Regions from separate parts of the Anser cygnoides genome. Here region 2 is linked to region 1. A link is a contact called in public Hi-C data. All regions are on one chromosome and are shown on one strand. The core of a region is the stretch at or near the end of the contact, and the rest is flanking DNA. Distances in the headings are between cores, read along the strand shown. Region 1 holds the start of RAD51C (RAD51 paralog C). Region 2 holds the start of DHX40 (DEAH-box helicase 40).

Region 1 (6,539 bases), core at 165-2,664:
GAGTGGGTTCGGCGGGACACGCCCCTCATTTGCATGCACAGCGCTGCCCGGCCAATCAGGCGCGCTGCTCTCAGGGCCCCGCCCCGCGGCTCGGCTCAGCTCCGACCGGCGGCGCCGCAGGAACGCCCCGCTGGGCTGCAGCGCAGCCGCACCCCCAGGAGCAGCACCTGCTGCTCACGTTCCCGAAAACGGTTTGAAAAAGGTTACATTTGAGCCCACAAGACTATCCATAGAGTCCCGTTTCTTGCGTCCAGAGACCACGCCTCGAGCTCCCTACTTTATACCTACTGCCTCCTTCTTGCTTCATGTCCCCGTGCTTTTGTGCTATCAGCGTTCTGCTCTTTGGATCTCCAAGTTGGAAACAGCTGTTCAGTAGGAACAGCAAAGGCAAAATAGAACCCCAGCAAGTACGTTTCATTTGCAATGTTCTTTGCTCCCTGTCATTAAAATTGTGGGTATTAAAAACGCCAATACCTAAGCAGTACTTTAAGCCCTTTGCAAGCAGAACTGAAGTTAAAAACCTTACATATGTATTTCTAAAGCAGACTTTCAGAATTTTAGTTTTACAGTACTTCAAACACTTCCTTATGGCTGAGGTAGTATAAACCTCGCAACTAAAAACTTAGTCTTTCCAAATGGCTTCTCTTCATGATTCTTTTGTTAGTGCCATTTACCAGAAAAGACCAAAAATACTACCTTTTGTAAACATCTCCCAGTGACAAAACTGAACTGACAGACTGATTCTACCTGTTTACCACAAACGCAAGCATACAGGAGCAAGTAAACCTTTTCTGCAAGGACTTTTCTAAACTACGGCTTTACCTTTTTTCAGAAGCTTCTTCACCTTGACGCAGTTCCCCTGTCTGACACACTCGTGCATCTGAGCTTCGGGGGAGTCCCCTCTTGTAGTCCCAAGCTGGACAGGGCAGGGAATTGGAAGCGGGAGCGCGTGCGCCATCCTCTTCCCTCAAGACAACTAGGAAAGGCTGCAAATCGCCGCAGCAGGACTTAATTCACACTTCTGGAACGCCAGCAGGTGACCCTCAGTAGTGGCTGCTCCTTCCTTGGGGACCCTGAGAAGAGAACGAAGGCACGGAGCCCGACGGCTCGCTGAGGAGAGCCAGCCCCAGGGCCGGACACCCCGATGAGGGGAGAGGGGCCCAGAAAGCTGACAGTGGGGAAATGCCAGCACGCCCCTAACACCTGTGAGAAACAGAGGACGCTCCGACGGGCCGAAGGGAGAACGGAGCCCGCACCACCCCGCCTCAGGGCCCCCCGTCCCCTCGGCGCCAACCGCCCTCGACCGCCTCCCAACGGCCGCGGTCACGTGCCGGCTCTCCTCGCGCCTCGGCGGACGGCGCATGCGCAGTCCCCTCCCTCCTCCTCCTCCGCGTTTCCGGGCGCCCCTGCGGGCGGGGCCTAGCGCGGCCCGGTGGCGGCGGGGGGGGGGGGCGGCATGCAGCGGGCGGTGGGCGGCCTGCCGCTGGGTCCCGCGCTGCGGGCCAGGCTGGCGGCTGCCGGCTTCCAGACGGCGCAGGAGCTGCTGGACACCGGGCCCTGCGGGCTGAGCAGAGGTAGCGGCACGGGGACGGGGACCGGGACCGGCCTGGCCCCGGGGAGCCTCCGGGGGGGGGTACGGGGCTGGGCCCGGGTGTTGGGGGGTGAGGTGGGGGCTGCTGGGGGCCGCCGGGGCTCGGTTCTGCCTGAGGAGTCGCGCTGAGGGGCCAGGGAACGGGGAAGTGTTTGGGGACTTCCACACTTCTAAGGGAGAAAACGGGCAAAAGTTCCCTCTCATTTCAAAAAATAAAATAAAATTACAAAAAAGTTGAGTGATAAATACAAACGGGACCCTAAAAATTCAGAATATTCCCTCTCAATAACTTCCCCCGTTGCACCTTTTAAACACAGGAAACTAACATAAACAGTTAGGAAGCTGTTTTGTTTTAAACAGAAGAAAATAACACGTACAGCTAGGAAGCTGTGTTGTTTGTTTTTTTTACAAATCATATTTCAATATGATTTGCACAGCCCTTGTAAGAAGTGCATCAGGATTTTTATTATTAGAAATTTTCCTATCTATGATGATCCGTTGTAGTAGTTTTACCTGGAAGATCAAAGTGAAGTAACCAGATCCTGGCCTACCCATATATAAAGATGTACACGCGCACACTTGTGCTGCCTCACTTCTGTTCCTAGGTCTGTTTCACATCTAAAAATAAGGTGTGGAGGTGCTCAGCCCCAGAATACCCCGAGTACTCACGGTACCAGCAGTAGGTGTCACTACCACTTAGTAGTCTGCAGCCTGACTTCGTTTTTCAGGGCCTTCTTTGCTTCAGATGAGGTTAACTTAGCAGTGCATTCAGTGCAGAATAGGTGCGTTGCTCTCCCAGATCCTGACCGTGTCTGTGAACAATGCTCTGGGCTTTTTATTTGCACAGTGCTTATTGCCACCGCTGCATCATTGCTCCGAGTTGCTTTGAAAATCAGTTCCTTTGAAAATCAGGTCATTGGTTCCAGAGATGTTGGCAAGCTCTGTGCACTATTACATTAAAAGAATTAATAACTTCTCTTCTAGAAATTGGAATCTCCAAAGAAGAGGCACTGGAGGCGTTACAGGTTGTAAGGCAGGAATGTTCTGGCGATGCAGCAAGGACTGCTGGGGGAGCTGGCACCACCAGAAAGTGCACAGCGCTGGAACTTCTGGAAGAAGAGCAGGCGCAGGGCTTCATCATCACCTTTTGTTCGGCCCTAGACAATATTCTGGGAGGTGGCGTGCAGCTGACAAAGATCACTGAGGTCTGTGGAGCGCCTGGTGTTGGGAAAACACAGCTATGGTATTTTATTTTTAGATTACTTCTGTGCAACTGAGAATCACTTTTCTTTGTTGAATTTAACTATGATGAGAGTTGTGATCATTACGCAGCTTGATGATGGCTAGGCACCTTCCCGTTCCACGTATTCCTCAGCAGAAATGTAGTGAGGAGGGAAGATGCTCGTAACGAACGTGTTTATGTTTTTGTTTCCCGTGACAGTATGCAGCTGGCGGTAGACGTACAGATTCCAGAATGCTTCGGGGGTGTCTGTGGAGAAGCAGTGTTCATTGACACCGAAGGAAGCTTTATGGTAGACAGAGCAGCGGATATTGCAGCCGCCTGTGTGCAGCATTGCCGGCTAATTGCTGAAGCTCATCAAGAAGAAGGTAATGATTCTGTGACATGTTTCTTTCTGTCTAGTAGGCAGGGATCTGAGTGAAACTGGTGTTTCATAGGCTGATATTTTACAGTTTGAGAGTTTCAGCAGCAGTGCTGGCTCAAGCAGTTCTTGCTGCCAGCCTTTTACTTCCACCGCTATGTATGAGACTGTGAACTGCGTCACTGTGACTGGGGCCATGCTGCAGGCTGAGCTGATCTAGTTTAAGAATAACTTTTTTTCTGATTGATGATTCGTTGGCGTTTTTTGTTTGTTTTAGGGATCTTGATTTATCTTTTTTAAACACGGATCACTTTAGTGATTGAATTTACAGCAAAAGCAAACACAGCTCTGCCGGGAAAACTGAAGGATAAGGTGTTGCAGTGCAGGGACAGGAAGAGCAGCTGAGGAAAAAGAGAAAAGGCAGAATTTCTTAAGGCAGCATGGCTGAACGGTGCTTGAACAAGGATGGAAGGACACTTTTAGCCCAAGATAAATGGGCTACTTCCTGTACATTAAACAATGCATGATTAATGCTCACTGTTGTCCTCTAGTGGTGTTCTGGCTTGAAAATGATTTACAGGAAAAGTTCTTTTTCAGAAATTAATTTTTCATTTTTGGCACACTCCCTTGGAGGTTCCAGTGTACCCACGTGCAAGTGCTGAGATAGCATCTGCTCGCTACCTCTCTGACTTTCCAGCCAGATGGAAGACGTATTCCACACTCTTTACCTTGACTGTTTCTCTTAACAAAGTTTCTGGGGTGTCTGCTGCTGTTGTTGCTGTATGTGGAAGGCATAGTATGGTGGAATGACGATAGTAGCAATGTGCTAGCGCAGATTTCTGACTCAGTTATTCATCTATTTATTCCCAGATCATCAGAAGGCTTTGGAGACTTTTTCTCTTGAAAGTATCCTTTCTCACATATATTACTTCCGTTGCCGTGACTACATAGAGCTTCTAGCACAGGTCTACCTGCTCCCAGACTTTCTTTCAGAGCATTCAAAGGTAAGAGTTACTGCAGACTTTCCTGAAGATAACACTCATTTTCGCACTAAAAAATTTCAGGGATACTCTCTGGTATAATAAGAGTACCATGCTGGTACCTCATCAGCTTGGCTGGCAGTAATATACTGTCTGATGCCAGAGTACAAATGTAAAGCTTGTTTGCTTTTCATTCCTGTCCCGATTACTCCTGAAAGTAATTACCTTTTGCTACCAATGCTGCCACCATTCTCAATCTCAATTTTAAGGCGAGGGTACTGGATCTGTGTTGCCACAAAGGTTACATTTCCATGAGCACTGAGTTAGGAATCATCACGCAACTGCCTTGCAGGTGTCTGAGCTCAGTGCGTGTGTGTGATGACTGCTGTGCAGGGGGATCAGAAGGACCTAGTGCCAGTTTTTTCTCCCTAGAAGATCACTGAGGACCAGAAGCATCCTGCACATCTTGGCATCCAGAAAGCGACTGTAACTTCTTGCCAGTACATCTTCTGTTGCTACAAGCAACGAGAGCCTGCAGCTTAACTCTTGGGTGGATTACAGCCAAAAAGTTGCCTAGCATCTAGTTCTTAGTGAAATGCTGTTGCAAGGCATATTTTCTCCACCTCCCTTCCAGATTTCTAGATTCTACACAGCAGATCACTCCCGAGCAGGATTCGGGGAAGAAGACCTGTGCCTCATTGCAACAGAGCATAAATCAGTGTTGTTTAGTTAAATTGTTTTTTGCATATCATTTCCATTTTTGGAAGCTGTGATCTTGAAAGCACAGATGGGAGTCTTACTTTTGCATAGTGTAGTCTGGTATTTCCCTTTCTCTGCCAGGTACTAACGGTGCCCTGTTGTGTTTGCTCTTGTGGAAAGAACACGGCTTCATTAGCACAGTTACATTGGGCTGCAGTTCTTTGGTACCATCTGTGCTGATTATTGCTGCTTGGCCTGGAGCCTGAAATACTGAAGGTTGCAGGAAAACCGTAAGACCTTCTGGTGGTTCCTTGGACAGGCTATAAGTGGCTCGACAGATTGCTCATTGCAATCTAGCTCTCATTAAAATTAGTTTGATCCTTCTGTGCAGATCTGGAGCTGAGACTGGGGACTGCAGGAAAATCTCCAGGTTTTAGGTTTTTTTAGGAAGGGACGCAAAGAGAGACGGGGGTAATACAAATTACTTTAAGATCCTATGAGTAAGAGAAACAACAATATTGTGTAACAGACTATGTTAGAAAATATCCTTGTCATAATAAACAATTCGTTAAGGTCTTTCAGAGAAAAACTGACGTGAAGAGTATGTGTTATCAAGCTTTTTCAAGTAGACTTAAACCATTCAAAGTGAGGCCGTGTTATTTGCTATTTTATAACAAGTGCAATGGGAAGAAAATAAACTGAATTACATCCTACCTGGATATTAATCTGATAGGCAAGTTACATAACTATGTATACATTCCCTTTTAACATGAGTCATGTTTATACTGTTAAGCTGATTGTTCTTACAGTCAAAAATTATACACGGCGAAGATGAACAGGCTCATAGAAATGAATTTGCAGGAAGGAGAAAAATGATAACAGAAGAATATCTTATTTTAGTTCTAACTACTCAGTGTTCTTTTCAAATAAAGATTTTTTTTTTCAGTTGGAGCCCCAGGGCCATTTCACTGTGTTTGCTGCAGGCTTGTATGTTCCAGCCACAAAGCTACTTTCTACCAAATGAGTTAAATCAATATACAGAAAATGAGAATTTTCTTGTTTCTAGTTTGTTGTCTTGTACGTTAATGCAGATAGCCAAGATTTTAGAAACAACTTAACATGTGAACACCGTAAGGCAATCCATCTCCCTTCTGTATTTCAGGCAAATTTGGGTCAACAGAACAGCTACAACAAATTAAGTTAGTATAAATCAAAATCCCAGACTAATGTTTATGTCGTGTCTTGAGGGCGATGAGCCTGCAGCAGCATTGTGCTCAGCTAATGATTGCTACAAAAGCCATAATTCAGCAAAGCAAGCGTCTCCAGGCAGGACAGATACTCAGCTCCATTGCATAGCGTCTGGACTATTTTAAAGCATCTGTTAAAATGAATGCTTCCGAGATAGACGGGACCTTCAGAATGTGATGATCTTAACAGTGACTGCAAACAGCATGTCTTCTAGTTTTGGTTTGGCTCTTATTTTTTGAGGAAGAAGGCGAAATAAAGTGTTCGTGGAGAGTTGACTGAAGTACAGTTCTGTGCATAATACAGCACTGCGCTTAGCAAGCGTACTAGTGTGCTTGGAGCTTGAGGCTCTTTACCCCACACTCCTTTGTGCAATGCTGATTGTCTGCAATAACAATAGGTTTTATCTGATACTCTCGTGGA
Region 2 (7,075 bases), core at 624-3,123, 220 kb after region 1:
TGGCACTGTATTCCAGGAGGACAAAGTTCAGGACTGCAAAGAGGCTGATTAAGCCCAAATCTGTTATTCCCAGGCTAGGAGGACAAAAAAGAAAATTGAAAAACCTTACCTACCCCTGTGCATGCCAAAAGCAGTATGTGATTTAAATAGAACCAAGTAGAATGTGCATGTCTGCATGCATTCATACATACATATGTACCTATGAAAACCATATAATAATGTAATAAAAATTATCAGTAAAAGACTACCAAAAAGCCTGTTTGAAGTTTCCAGTAGGAAATAGTAAAGCAGTATATATGATCACCATTAACCGAGCAAGTTACTAGCGGCAACACAGCATTAGTACATCGTGAGGAAATAAATATGATACGCTTTCATAAAGGGATGCAACAGCATACAGCGCATTGACATGTTCCATTATGTATCTAAGTGAACAGAGATACAGAATGGTTATAGCAATCTTACTGCCGGGCTGATGTGCTTCTCATGCTTATAGAACAGCATCTAAGTTATTGTAGGTAATTGCTACAGGTCAGCCTCAGACAGAAATGGAAGATTTATGCCAGCAGAATGCCTAAACACCTTTAATGCTGTCCAAAGTATGAATCTTCATGTTAGTGCATGCTGATTGTTTGTCAGCAGCTGGCGGACAGTTTTTGTAGCTTTGGAGAAGGGATTTGTCTTTCTGTTATTTATTTATTTATTTTGGGGGGGGCAAAGATTGTTGCAAACACCTCAAAGTAATAAACCCAGGGACATAATACCAAGTATCTTTTGTAGCTGTAGTACTGTAATGAAACACTTCCTGCACTGACCTCTTCTCTCTCGCTGTATTAATAAGGCAGGGCAGAAAACATCTTATCTGCCATGACTACCATGCCGGTTTCTAGACAGACTAAACAAATATTTATAGGGTTTAGAAATATCTGAATCTGGCAACATGGGGACTGAGGTAATATTTTCCCAGGTCCAGAGTGCTTCGCAAGCATTTCCTGGTCAGCCCTCACGCTGAGGCCTGAGCCAGCAGGTGAATATTTCTCCCATTGTGTCAGAGGCACAAACGGAGGCAGCTGGCAGTAAATGGAGTCAGTAGGTGGCCTAATTCGGGCTGACACGATGACAAACGTATGGTGCGGCTCTCACCCCAGCGGACGGTGAAACATTAACATCTGTGCCACTCTCACCCCGGTGGAGGGTGAAACATTAACATCCTCAGGGCCCCTAAGGGAAAGGACGTCATGGTGTAGACAAAGCACGGTGCAGAAACTGCGCGTTGGCAGGAATCCGTCGCAGCAGCCATGCTCAGTCTGGGGCTTGGGATTGCAGCCTGGCCTCATGCGTTAAGCGTTCATCGCTTGCCACCTTCAGGCCATGTCTGAATTCAGTCGTTACGGGGAATGCCAGGCCTGGTGTGGCCGAATGGTGCTTTTGCGAGACATTTGGGGTTTTTGAGCCATTTTCCATCACATGTCCTCCTTACGCCGTGGGGATGGCAAGGGGGTATTTCAGGCACTGCGAGGGAACCGCTGCGGTCCCTCCGATTTCATACTATAATTCACCCCTGCCAGGCCCCCAGGAGCTCTGGGGTAAAAAACAACCATTTTGGTTACACGAGGGGGGGGGGGGAGGCCTGTGTGGGGCTGAGGGCGGCTGCCTGAGGGGAAAAGGTGGGGCGTGGGGGGGGGGCGGGGCCTGTACAGGAGGGGCGGGGCCTACACGGCAGAGAGGCGGGGCCTGCACGGGAGGGGGCGGGGCTCGCAGTGGGCGTGGTTTAGGGGTAGGCGGGGCGGCGACCCGCGCTGCGTCACCTTTGTGCGCGCGGCGGCGCCGCTTCCGCGCGGGGGTGACGTCAGCCGTGGGGGGGGGGCGGGGCTTGCGTGAGGGGAGGTGGGGAGGGGGCGGGAGGGGGTCCCCCCGCCGCCATGGAGGGCGGCCGCCTGCCCATCCGCCGCTACCGGCGGGCGCTGGTGGAGGCGGTGAGCCGGCAGCCCTTCCTCATCGTCACCGGCGAGACGGGCAGCGGCAAGAGCACGCAGCTGCCCCGGTACCTCTTCGAGGCAGGTAACGGCCGGGGGAGACCCCCCCCCCCCCCCCCGAGCCCCTCCGGAGCGTGTGGTGCGGCGGGGTCGGGGTCGTCGCCCCCTCAGCGCCCCTTCAGCCCCCCTTTCAGCTCCCCCCTTCAGCCCCTCAGCCCCCCCTCAATTCAGCCCCCTCAGCCCCCCCCTTCAGCCCCTCAGCCCCCCCATCAGTCCCCTCAGCTCCCCCTGTCAGTCCCCTCAGCCCCCCCTTCAGTCCCCTCAGCCCCCCCCCCATTTCAGTCCCCTCAGTCCCCTCGCCCCCCCTCAGCCCCACCCCCCCCTTCAGTTTCTCCCCCCTCAGCCCCCCCTCCCCCCTCAGTCCCCCCTCAGCCCCTCGTTTCTCTCCCCTGCAGGCCTGGCCGAGCACGGGGCCATCGGTGTCACCCAGCCCCGGCGCGTCGCCACCGTGTCTGTGGCGCAGCGGGTGGCCGAGGAGCTGGGCTGCGCGCTGGGCACCGTCGTGGGCTACCAGGTGCGCTTCGACGACTGCTCCTCACAGGTAGGGCTGCGGGCAGGGAGTGGGGAGTGCTCGGGGGCTGCGGGGCGGAAAGCCTCAGAAGAGGTTTTGGTCTCACATGAGCCAGAGAAGCTGTCCCAGTGGGGTGGAGCTGCGGTTGGGTTGTCACAGAATTCAATTCTTATCGTAGAATTATAGAACGGCTTGGGTTGGATGAGATCTCAAGGATCACCCAGTTCCAACCCCCTGCCACAGGCAAGGACGCTACCCACGAGATCGGGTTGCCCAAGGCCCCATCCAGCCTGGCCTTAAACACCTCCAGGGTTGGGGTATCCACAGCCTCTCTGGGCAACCTGTTCCCATGCCCCACCACCAGGAGCGTTGCCAAACACTTGTGATGCTGTGCGTAAAGTTGTGTGATACAACCCCTGTGTGTGTGTCTGTGCTTTGTGAGTATCTGACCTATATCGATGTAAATAACCGGGACAGAAGCTGAAGGTCTAATTGAACCTTTCAGGATACTGCCATCAAGTACATGACGGATGGCTGCTTGTTGAGGCATATATTGGCCGACCCCCTTCTCAGCAAGTACAGCGTCATCATTCTGGATGAAGCTCACGAGCGGAGTCTTAGCACTGTGAGTGTCACCGTCTTGAACGCAAGTGTCGCTTGGTGTTGGTAAACGGGAAGTTGGAACTTGTTGGTAAAAATAATATAAATGTGGTACTCTTTCCTTCAAGTCTATTTTCACTTGAAGATTCTGTAAGAGGTTTGCGTATTGAAATTACATCTGTGCTTAATGACAGAAGAGTTTTACCAAAGCAAAGAACAGGCTAAGTGACTACCTAAAATCTTTCACAGTGAGTCAGTTCCTGCAGTAAGACAAGATCTCAGGAGTCCTGACACTGTGTCTGGACGGACCTCTAGAAATGTTGTCTCTCTTATTGCTCAGAAAGGTAATCAGCATGATTCTCAAGGTTTTTGGCTGACTTTCTACAGATGTGTTTTATCCTTTTGCTGTCCTAAGGCCGTAGGATCACTGCTTGATCTATTGCATGCTGTGTATCCCAAAAATAAGATGCTGCCTGTAATCAAGTTGAAATTGTTGTAGCTGTTGTTGTGTTTGACAGCACTTAAATGTTGGCTGGCACTGGATGGTGGTGTCCCCCCTGTTCGTCCCCTCCAAAAAAAATGCAACGACCAAACAAAAAAACCCACCCACAAACATAAACCAGCCTGAAACATCTCTCTTGCCGTAAGGCCTAACGTTTCGTAGGGTGTGTATATGACTGTGCAAAGAGATTATGGTTTGGGGGTCATGGAGGTATCCAGACTGACCTAAGTACTGAAAGCTGTCAAATGTCAGCCTGACCCTTCTGTGGTGAGCAGAGGGAGACTCGAGTGACTCAGTCCTCAGGAGACTGTTTTGTGTCACTGACATTGGGTGGGGGAGAGAGTGCATGGGGAAGCTGAAGAACTGGCAATAGCAGGGAGTCTGTGTCCAGACAGTCCTAAGTAGTGAGCCATGGGAACAGGGAAAACAACCTGCTAGTCAGCCTGGGGAAAAGACACACTGCTTTCTGCATCCCACTTCTGTCCTCAAGCGTCTGAGGGTATTGCAAGTAACTGAGCTAGAGTGACGTAAGAAGTTACTGCTCCATCACCCATAACTAACTAAAAGGAGCAGTTTTTTAATCCACTGCAATGCAGAGTAAAATAAATTTTCTGAAGTGATAACAATAACCAGTATGACAAAGGAGAGTGTCCACTCAGTCAGGTAACGTATACTGGATGAAGATAACTTTTTTTAATTGATCTGAGGTAATTGACCTTTCTTGCAGTTGACTTGGCCATGAGTGTATAAAAATGAAAAGCAAAGAATTCCGTTTATAAGCTGTGAGAAAAGCTGATGAAACATTAATTAAATTCTAGAAATTAATTTATGTTCTTATGAGATGAGCAAGCTAAGTGTATGTGTTCTTCTGAGTGCATAGGCTCTGAAGATGTAATTTTTTGTCTTCTCTATATCCATGACATAAACTCAGTCCCTTCTTAGTTCATCAGCACTTCTAGGAAGACTGGGGAACTAACATAAATTGTTGTGTTTTTTTTTTTTCTGCTAGGATATTTTATTTGGTTTGCTGAAGAAACTATTTCTACAGAAGAAACCATCGGGCAGGAAGACAGACATGAAAGTGGTGGTGATGTCCGCCACCCTGGAGGTAGACAAGCTCTCAGAGTTCTTTGGACACTGCTCAGTGCTGCACATTCCAGGAAGAAGTTACCCGGTAAAGGAGATATTCTGCAACCTGCTCAGCCCACGGGACACGGGAAGCTCTGCATATGTTACAGAGGTCTGACCTGTTTTACTTTGTGTTACATTCTCTGTTCTTAGTATGACTGTTGTCTGTTAAAGACCACAAGACTCAGCTGCTGGATTGCTGTGTTCTTAGCATCTCAGCATGGTGTGGGAAATAATTAGTACCATGAGGTCTTTGAAAGAGTGAGGTTCTGTTTCCAGCTGATATTGGTTTGTTCGTTGCGTGTTTCAGGCTGTGAAAGTGACATTGGATATCCACTTAAATGAACCAGAAGGCGACATCTTGGTTTTCCTGACAGGTAAGAATCTTTATTTCAACAACTAGCGGTCATTCCAGGCAAAGTATTTAATTGTCAGCTAAACCAGTACAGCCTCTCAATGGCTTTACAGTTTGTTCCAGAGTGGTAAGTAGAGAAAGGAAAGTTGCAGACTGACAGTCTTGTGAAGTGGTAGTTTTCCGAGCATGTTAAGGGTATATCCAGGCCTATGAGATCAGCTATGAAAAATATGTACAAGACTTGTACATGTTTTTTTCTTTCTGCATCAGATTAGCTCAATATTTGTATTGCTCTGTTTGGTTCTTAATTTGGGAAAGAAGAATTTCATTAACTCCAAAAGCCTACATCAGAGTATGGGCCAGGCACCAAAAGTGACATATGAAGCTCTTGCACAGTCATCTTTTAGGGAAAAGCCTTGGTGAGAGGCACTGTGGGAAGACGGGATTGTCACTACCGAGGCTGACTCTCACAAATACCACTTCCTTCTCGCAGTGGGATGGGTGACCGCAACGTTGGCAGAAGCCTTGTGCACAGATGTTGCAAACGAAGAAGGCAGAGTTGTGGCTAAGCAGGTCACTTGTATGTTTTTCAGGTCAAAATGAGATAGAAAAAGCTTGCGACCTCCTTTTCAAGAAAGCAGAGTCTATCGATTACCGGTATGAAGTACACGATCGATCCATTGAAGGCCTGCTTATCTTGCCATTATATGGGTCGATGTCAACAGGTAAGAGCAAATAATATGGAACTTAATTCATGTAAACGTTAACTGCAAGAATTGTTATAAACAGCATCCTACACGGGTATTTTTATTGTGACTGGGGAAATGAGATTCATTAACCTATTTGTTACAACGTTGTAGCACTATTGTGTGTGTAGGGTTTTTGTTTTTGTTTTTGTGGTGTTCATAAACTAATGGCACTTCAGCTTTCTCTGCACTGGCACAGAAGCCACCAGCTAAAATTCATATCCGCTGGAAATAGTGGAAATAGCAGGAATTGCTTCACATAGTATCGATGCCTCCAGCTTAGGAAGGGGATATTGCAACACTGAAAGTTCAGTTATTGTATTTAGGGCCCTCACATTTTACTTTCTTTTTTATTTTATACGGAAAAGATACTGCCAGTATATTTTCAAAGATGAGAGTAGACCTGTAAAAGAAGATTGAAAGAATACAGTGTTACGCAATATAGAAAGTATAGGTTATCAGAGTGAGTCACTCTGTTTTATTTGGCAGCAATATCACATTTAATTTTGAAGAGTTAAAAAAAACAAAGGCACTTTGACCTCTGTTGAACACAGGCGCTGTATTTTCAGATGATCTCAAGTGTGATGTTTAAATGTGTGGGTGTGGTATGTAGAATGCCAGGAGGCTGAATAAGCGTTCAGAAGAGCAGGACAGCAATAATTTCCATCTGGAAGTGCTGCTGAGAGAAATGATCTGGGAAAGACCTGCAGAAAGTTTTCATCCTCTTGAAAGAGCGAAATGAGAAGTTGCATAAAAGAAAGCTGTAGCTTCTTCCTTTCTCCATCCTTGCTAGGTGTTAGATTCTGACAGATTTTTTTTTAAATTCCTTTTTTGGTGGTTTCTCAGAGGCCATTGTATTTCAGCCTTTTAAATACACGAGAGAGAATTTTAAGGAGATTTTGGTACTTTGAAGTTTCATGTCTTAAAAAATAAAATTTCAGGAGAGGGCTGAATTTCTACTTCTTCTGTTGTTTTTTGGAAATGCAAGTGAATTAAAGGAAATTGCATTTGTTACTTTTCTACATGTTAGAAGAATACTTGCTGGAAGCATGAGGGGTTTATCTGAATCTTTTCACGTTCACCTTCACTTGCTCTGATATGTTAAAACCCTTCAAATCCTTCTTGAAGATTCCATCAAGACCAGGTGGCATTTCTTTTTTCCTAGCTCTATGTTAGGAAATATCCAGGAGAGTTGGT

The links. A called contact is a pair of places that touch in the nucleus more often than the background predicts.
Region 2: a Hi-C map of liver shows a contact between it and region 1, with 1.8 times the contacts expected there. The contact joins the promoter of DHX40 here to the promoter of RAD51C in region 1. A contact is called at or near these places in 2 of 7 Hi-C or Micro-C datasets (granulosa cells and liver).

Annotation. Positions count from the first base shown.
Region 1 is chr18:9,560,155-9,566,693 of Taihu_goose_T2T_genome, forward strand. RAD51C (RAD51 paralog C) reads left to right here and starts at 1,415. Exons shown (of 9, transcript XM_048074131.2): 1 at 1,415-1,574; 2 at 2,576-2,834; 3 at 3,033-3,199; 4 at 4,063-4,196. The coding sequence starts at 1,457. TEX14 (testis expressed 14, intercellular bridge forming factor) reads right to left here and starts at 1,356. Exons shown (of 32, transcript XM_066979550.1): 1 at 1,204-1,356; 2 at 823-1,073. The coding sequence starts at 958.
Region 2 is chr18:9,781,476-9,788,550 of Taihu_goose_T2T_genome, forward strand. DHX40 (DEAH-box helicase 40) reads left to right here and starts at 1,874. Exons shown (of 17, transcript XM_066979416.1): 1 at 1,874-2,061; 2 at 2,432-2,577; 3 at 3,053-3,172; 4 at 4,659-4,889; 5 at 5,088-5,154; 6 at 5,726-5,857. The coding sequence starts at 1,923.